Linked DNA regions of Oryzias latipes: region 2 is linked to region 1. The links are chromatin contacts, called in public Hi-C maps. All regions are on one chromosome and are shown on one strand. Each heading gives the region's core, a stretch centred on a gene start, on an enhancer-like site or on the middle of the called end of the contact. The rest is flanking DNA. Distances are from core to core; before and after follow the strand shown.

Region 1 (4,169 bases), core at 959-3,458:
GGACACAGTTTCTACAAAGCAACAGGAGTTCATTAGAAATTTGCCTCTGTTACTTTTTGCCCACCCCCCACATCCCGTCATCCATCTCATATTGTGGATGCATCTGAATAGAGCAGAGCAGGGAGCTTGTGATTGTAGGTTTGACCTCACACCTTCAAGTTTTTCCAATGTCATTTTTACATCTGATCCTGATTCACAAAGATTTAAATAAAGAAATACTTGGAATTGCACTTTTAAGCTTAATTTTCTATATCTACCATAAGATAGATGCCACAAGAACATGTTAAAAACACTGAAAACGTGGATTTCATCTGAGTGGATCTTTAATCACTGATGGGAATCATTTAGGATGAGGCTCCAATATTCAGTGAAAAATGAATAAATGAAAACACTTAACCCCCTATGGAGTACCCTTAGAAACAAAAACTTAAGCAGGTGTGTGTTACTTTTTGGTGGGCATCATTTGTAACTATGATTGGGGAAAGCCACTATTTTTTACCACTTCTTTGCAAGACAGCTCAGCTCTAGAGACATATAGATATACAAAAGAGAGTTTAAACAGTAGCAAAATAAACTATTTTACTTAAAAATATAATGTGCTTTAGCTGAACCCCATGATGACAAATCTGTTTCTTAAATCTGCTTTGATTTTATAAGATATTAATGTAGCCCTTTGGTAAATGTGTTCACAGTATGGACGACACAAAGATACCTCAAGACCTGCTAAAACAGAGACATTTGCACTTTTATTAACTGAACACAATGTAAGCAGTTTTAACAGTAAAAGCTGCAGTTTTTTGTCTGTAATAACATCTTCTAAATGCTATAGGGCCATTTTTTATCCTTTTTAACAAGATAATGGGATGACGCACTGGAACAATGCTTTATACATTGTAGAATAGCAAGATTTAAACTCTTGCTGCTCCCCCGAAGTGCATGCAAACTGTACTATATTCTGTTGATTAAATGCTTGGCTGCTTTGCCCTGAGGTTTGTTTACCACTTTGTGTAACGTTTGCATGCAGAGAGCTGGTTCTACATCCAGGGTCAGATATCCCACAATTCTTCACATTTCACCTGGCATGGCTTTCAATTTTGTTTGTATATCTCCCCAAATTACTTAGATAAAATTTACATTTAAAAAAGTATAGCATTTTTAAAATGGCTTTTTTAGTTTCTGATGGAAGAGACATGAAAGCTTTCATTTTCTAAGTGTTTTAAATATCTCTCAGGTTTCTTAGAAATGTGGACCAGTTTTGAGCATTAGCCTAACTATTTTTGTGTTAAAACAAAGATACTGCCTTATGTGGAATACGTGTTTTATTTTATCAGCAGCATCCGATCTGAAGATAATTTATTTATACGAACACAAATAAAGCTGACAATCCAAACACAGAAGCTAAAAACAGAAAATATCTCTTTATTATAAATATCTTCCACTCATTTTTATTAAACTTAACACATTTCTACCCAAAAAAATTGACTGCTTTTTAAATGCCATAGGACATTTAAAGAAAGCTTTCAATTTCCTTGTTAAAATGCATTTTTAAACAGTTATTTTCCATAAAGGAGGTAAATGTCTCTTTTTCCTTATCACTAGATGGCAGTGACGTCAGTTGTTAGCTCATTAAAGACACAATGAGATGAAAGCTAATTATGTCTGAATAAAAAAAAAGACCTTTGGACATTAAATGTCAAGAAGATCTGGAGACGCAACTTTTTTTTTTCTGCAGCACAGTGATAACTCTGAAATGTGTTTTTAAAACCAACAGTTTCTAAACCAACAGTAATTCTATACGTTCAGATGATTAAACTCAAACTCAAATTTTATTTATTTATATAGCGCCTTTCATTTCAGTTAAAAACACAAAGCGCTTAACATGAAAGCAGATACAACAGTCATAAAAAATGAAAATTATTAAAAACAGAAAACAAAAGACAATCACATAAAGATGGGACCCCTCCCTCACCACCCCCCATCCCACCCACCCAGTTACCCCAGTAGAACCCTGAACAGAAACAAAGAACTGCAGCTAAAAGGAGGCCTGGTACTGCTGTTAGGAAACGATATCATGGGGATCCATTTATTCCAAGGCCCAGCCGGACCACAGGGGTCACTGCCACAGCGCCCGCCCGACACAGAGCAGCCTAGGGCCCACTCCATGGCTATTAGACCACAGAGCGGGACCCCAGCCCGCCCAACGAGAACGGGCACAGCAGCAACAGCACCCCCTACAGGTTAAGATGGTGGTGCCCTAGAACAATGGATTCCCAAGAGGAAACACTGGAGTAAAAAACAACCAGTTTAACCAGTTTGACAAACTTTTCTTGAAACAAAACAAAGACAGACCTGTGGAATAAAGATCGTGTTCTGTGGAACATGGTGTCCTCCTGCTTTGATGGATTAGAGCTTGTGGTGGGAAAACTAATCTCATGTATGTTTGATTTAGGTTCATGTACAGTGTCGTAAAACCCCCTCATCCTTGCTGGGGATGGAAGAAGATGAACACACACACAAAGCTGTCTAAAAATGTAACATTTAAACAAATACATTTAACCAAATACATTTAAACAATGATAATAATAAAAAACAATTTCCTTCATATTAAGACTGCAAAAGACAGCCCATAAGGTCACACTTAATTTTTTTTTCCAAAAAGGACAACAGTCAGCAAGATGGCAAAGCAGCATTTCTCTGTTAATGAATCCTTGAAAATCAATGTTTTCCATTCATCCATTTTCTAAACCGGTTTTCCCCCCTACGGGGCCACGGGGCTGCCAGAGCCTAACCCGGATATTGTTGGGTGAAGACAGGGTTCACCCTAGACAGGTTGTTAGTCTGTCGTAGGGCCACAATCATATAGGAACAATTTAGAGTCATCAATTTATCTGTGCAGCATGTATTTGGACTGTGGTAGGAAGCCAGAGTGCCCAGGGAAAACCCACGAAGAAGGGCCATGACCCGAACCGGACGCTAACCACTGTACCACCGTGCAGCCTTTAAATACATATCTATGTTTTCTAGTTGTTAAATGAATTTCAGGACACAGAACGAGTGAGTCATGCTTTAAAAGTTATTTCTATGGAAATCTTCTCATTTACCACAAAAATATTTAGTCAGCTAAGTCTTGCCTAGGGACCCCTTGGGAATTGAACTCTGGTTTCACATGCATCAGTTCTGCGTGCAGCCGACTGAGCTCTCCAGCTGCCTTAAACTTTAGACATCTTTTCATATTTTACCTTCAGTCATGTCATGCTGATCTTATAGAAATGACTGCAGAGATTTCAAAATCAGCTTGTAGCTGACCTGACTAATGCTCAGATTCAAAGCCAGAGATTGATGCACCTCGCTTGGCTAATGTGCAAGTTAACTATTTTTAACCCGTTACTTGCACCTGATGCAGCCAGGAGTAAACCCAGTGAGGTGTCAGAAAGCTAGTTTACAAATACTAGGAAAATAACTAGGAATGAATAGGAAAATTAAAACTTCTGTTGTCCCAAGTCTGACATTTTTTTCTTTTTTGTAATCTGTAGACAATGTTACAAGATGAAGATGTTACAAGACACAGAGATTCAGGTCATCTGTTGCATGACTGTTTAGGTCGGACAAAAAAGCAAAACGAGGTCTCTTCAGTTACTAAAACACTGTCCTATTTCCTTGCAAAGGACAAGTCCCCAGTAGTTTTAAAGAGGCAAAACACAGAGGAAACTAATAACATGGGGAAAAAAAGCAGCCACTGACTGAGAAAACACAAAAAAGAAGCCAATCCTAGATGAACCAAAGATGCACTGTAAACATTAATAACTTTAAGATGTATACCAAGAAAAAAACATTACAAGTATATTGTATTGTATGTTTTCTTATCAAAAAATAAGTCCCAGCAGTAAATTCAGAGGTTAGCTGACCAAAGTAACAATGGTTAACTGTCACATAAAAGACTAAAAAAGGAGCAACAGGATCCCCCTAGCAACTGAAAAACAAAACTGCATCTACTGCTATGAGATCTCAGAATGTTTGATGTTTTGTTTGCAATTATTGTGGTGTTGTTTTTCAAGCAGAGCCCAAAAAATCCAGACTATTAGGTTTATTTTTCCCCAATAAAGATAAGCATCTTAAATAATGCTTGAAAAAAAGAAACACGTTTATCTTGAGAATGTTTTTGTCCGACA
Region 2 (4,169 bases), core at 631-3,130, 140 kb before region 1:
TCTATATAGAAGAAAATGTGACTTCTTGAAAATAAATTCATAGTTTTCATAAAATGCTTCAGTGGACTTTAGTTGCTATTAAACACACTAATATTTAGTTTTTGTAGTTTTAGGTAAAATTGATTAGTTAATATTTCAGGTACTACTTTGTCACATGCAGCCATTTGTCATGTTGACTCAGTGTTTTCCTTTCTGTGTAAATGTACTTTTACTCACTTTACAGTATTGCGTCAGGAACTTTTAAGCTTTCCTTTTCCCATGGATGCACTTGGTGGTTTGCTCATGTGGCTTTGAGCCCAGGGTGCCTATTCTCTGCCAGGTGGGCGACATATTCCAGCCTGACAGTTTCAGACACAGAGAAGTCTCTCTGTACTGATGTCTCTATGAGCCAATTAGGTTTGCGTCTGTTTCACTGATTTATGCTGTAGCTTTGAAAGATTTAAGCACCAGAGAAAAGGGCGACTGAATGTCTCTGTGAGATATGAACGTTGTCCATTAAGACTGATTTTATCTCCTACTTTGATGTTGTTAGGTTTGGCTTTAAGCTACCGGTAAATGTAAAGTAATGATTTAGCCAGGGTCTAAAATGACAAAAGATTAACTTTATGTTTCTGTTAATAACATTTTTTAGTTTACATCTTAAAGTAAGATCAAGGATCATAGAACAATCTTAAGTTTTCGTAAAATCTCCCCAAAATATTTTACAAAACAAAAATGATCTTGTTTTATGTACTCCACCTTTTGACTTCTGTTTTAAAGTTTGGAGAAACTGCCAAGATGCAAAACACAACAGTTTGAAAAATGCACTAAAGTCACAGCCAAATGACCTTTGGTAGTCCTTTAGTTTTTTTTTTTTTTTACTTTTAACCATTTAGTGTTGTTTTTCACACTGTATTCAAATGCAACATGTTGTCAACAGCAGTAGAAAACAAGATGGGGGAAGCAGATGAATGTAAAAACACGATCCAACTGAATTTTTTTTTTTTGCATTACTCAATGCTATATTCTAATCATTAATATCCAATTTTTCTTGTCTAACAGGAGATCCATCCAGGAAGTAGACTGATAAACAAAGTGAAGAGATATTTCAAACAGACTGAAAGAAAATTGTTTTTAAGTTGTTTGCAGACAATGCAGTTTGATGTTCTTTAATTGTCCTTTACTTTGCCGATAAAATGCACGGAATATTTTTTAATCAATTCACAAACTTCACTGAAAAATTAAAAAAACAAACAAAAAAAAACACATCTGTATGTTGTGCATAGTGTTTTTCTGGCGTACTCTCATCATTTTAAGATTTTCAGAGAACCAACTTGTTTCCTGTTAACTCAGGGACACCCTTACAATGTTTGCAGCTCAATTTCACCGACCTAAATGAGATATATGATGGAACCTAAATGCCTCACAGAGGATGTTTCTGGCCCATCAGCAGCTTGTAATGACCTCATGATGTACTGTCAACATTGACTCTTTTTCTCTCTCCCATGAACCAAACTGCTGTTATGGGAAAGCCAACTGGGCCATCAGTGTTGTAAACACGCAAAACATCTGTCCGACTTCAGGTGGAATCATTTTACATCTCTTAATTATCCATGCACTGCAATCAAGCCCTGAAATCTTGTAATCAGGGGGAGGCTGCGGAGGCCGCGCCTCATGTAATATGATTGCGAGCTTATGGCTTGTAAAAGGCTTGTGGTCGTAACTCTGTTTAAGTAGGCAGACAAGGTTGATAGGGGAGATGACCGGAAGCAAAAAACAGCAATATGCACCAGTGTGTTTGTGTGTCACTGGGATAGGCATAAAGTCACTTAAGTTGAGGAGGGGAGGGCTGATCAGCGGGGAGGAACTGAAAGTTTGGATGGTATATATGACGGGGAAATGCACACGCTTCCAATGATTGCAGCAGCCTGCAGAGGAGCAAAGTAACACAGAAGAGCTGCCGTGGGTTTGGACGACTCAGAGCAGACGGACAGGTATTCAGCATGCGCGCCCTGGTGGTTTTGCCTCTGGTTTTGTGTGTCTTGGTGTGTGTGGACCAGGGAAGAGCAGAGGTGAAGCCTGTGAAGCTGTGTGGCCGGGAGTTCCTGAGAGCTGTTGTCTACACCTGTGGAGGCTCCCGCTGGAGGAGATTCTTGACAGATCCAGACATGAATGGTGAGGATGATTTTCAGTGTTGCAACAGGAACCACAATATAAGAATGTTATGTTTTTTTTTCTTCTAACAATTCCATGTGTGGTTCAAAAATGTGAAAAAGACTAAATTAAGTGGACTTTTGAAAATATATTTAGGGTCGTGTTACTTCATGATAAAGATAAGATTTTTTTTTAATGTACCAAAGCGTTCAAATTAAATTTTTAATCTATAAAAAAAAGGTGAATAAAAAACAATTCAGATTCAGACAGACATTTTAACAATCCCTAAATTAAAATTTGCATCTGTTATTTACTTATTCATTTCAATTCATTTTTGAATTATTGTAATAGTTGAAATCATTAAAATGTTTGTCACTCTTAATCTTTTGAAACAGTATAATATTATCGTCTATTGTAAACTGAAAATAGTGTACCCAACCATACTTCTGTTTGTTTCTCTGTCTGATGACCTGTGATTTTATAAAGCTAATTTTTGTGTGCAGGAGGAAAGTTCCGGCTCCAATAGTTTCATTATTAAAGTGGATGTCACATAGTATTGAATAAATTCTTTAAGCAGCTGGTCCTTGTTCTATTTTCAGTCAGACAATTTCCGTTAAAACATAAGCAACATCCATTAGAGAAACTTTTACCGCACAGTGCAAGATGTTAAACTCTTTAGTAATAAGTGTCATATAACCCAATCTAAACTTTATTGTTTTAACCTTGCATCCATAACTTATTGTAAAAAAAGGACAATATCTACTTTTGCAGCATTTTAACTCAATACTAACTGCGCACTAACAGTAACATTTACCAATATGACAAACCAACAGCAGCGACTGGCGTTTGAAGTGAAAAGTCAGTGGGGTCAGAGTCTCTTCTTAACCAGTGGGCCTTTTTGTTCCTCAGGTATTCCTGCTGCTGAGCAGAACAGCTTGGACAGCTTCAGCAGCTCGGGCTCCGAGCTCCGGGATTGGACAAAACGGGACAACAACGGCTTCCTGACTATGATGTGCTGTCAGGTGGGCTGCAGCAAAAGGGATCTCACTTACCTCTGCTGAGGTTGACTCCTTCGATTTTGATTCTGGTCCTTGGAGAGGTCCAAAAGACTAAAGAAATGAATCTGGGGAAAACCAAACCTCAATAAATGTGTGATCACTTATAAGTTTGAACATGTAACTGTGAATGTATCTGATTAATGTGTGCAACACTGTGTATAGTACTGGAATAGCAAATAGTCGTAAAATCAGATTTAGATTTTTCATAAACACTTGAATTGTTTTCTGTTATTTCACAATTGTTCAGTAAATTCTCTTGCACACAATTCACAATCTTCTGTGGTGATTTTACTTGGAGATTTTATCCTGTGAAAGAAAGTATTGACAGAAATAGAAAAAACAGAGATTGCCCATAGGGGAAATAGGCTTTTCTCTGTTTTTTTTATGCACAACAATCCAAATGCTCCACAACATCCTACTTTTCCTGCTTTTTCTTAATATTTGTGCTGTTTTGGTTTTAAAAAAAAGCAACAACCACAACTAAAAAAATATATAAATATAAACATCTGAATGGAATCAAGGCACGAAACTGCAAAATTGTTCTTAAGCAAGATAAAAAGGCTTGAAAATCCACAGTGATGTGAACAATGGGTGCCATCCTGTAACAGACTCATTGAACATTGTCCCACAAGGAACACTTCTGATCTCGCAAGACGGGTTCAGTCTGGCCTTTAAAAAATTAAAATCGTCTCTTTGGGTTGACAAGAGAACTTTAATTATATCATTTAAAAATTAGGATTTAACATCTCTGAAGACTTTGCTTACTGCAAATGCCACCTGCTTTCCTGTACAGATGACAAAGGTTTCTGGTAACTAGATGCAGAGATGTTAAAAATAACTGCTTTCTTACCAATAAACCAATAAAATGTCTAATTTAGTCAACATATCTGTTCATTTTTATATAAAAAATATGCTTTCTGTTAGCTTACTAGTATTTAACTAGATACTGGAAAAAAATGAGAAAAACCACCATGACTA

Evidence for each region. A called contact is a pair of places that touch in the nucleus more often than the background predicts.
Region 2: a Hi-C map of embryo shows a contact between it and region 1, with 2.7 times the contacts expected there. The contact joins the promoter of insl5 here to the enhancer-like site in region 1. A contact is called at or near these places in 4 of 5 Hi-C or Micro-C datasets (embryo, fibroblasts and gastrula embryo).

What each region holds. Positions count from the first base shown.
Region 1 is chr4:15,449,145-15,453,313 of ASM223467v1, reverse strand. All of the region lies in intron 3 of pde4b (cAMP-specific 3',5'-cyclic phosphodiesterase 4B), which reads right to left. Among protein-coding and RNA genes, the nearest start is that of sgip1, 82 kb to the left of the region's middle. Within about 2 kb of position 2,208, at least 1 of the 8 cell types and tissues checked has an H3K27ac peak or open chromatin away from gene starts, as enhancers often do. A contact at or near this core is called in embryo, where this site is marked.
Region 2 is chr4:15,588,231-15,592,399 of ASM223467v1, reverse strand. insl5 (insulin-like peptide INSL5) reads left to right here and starts at 1,880. Exons shown (of 2, transcript XM_004068013.4): 1 at 1,880-2,154; 2 at 3,043-3,457. The coding sequence starts at 1,983. The coding sequence ends at 3,194.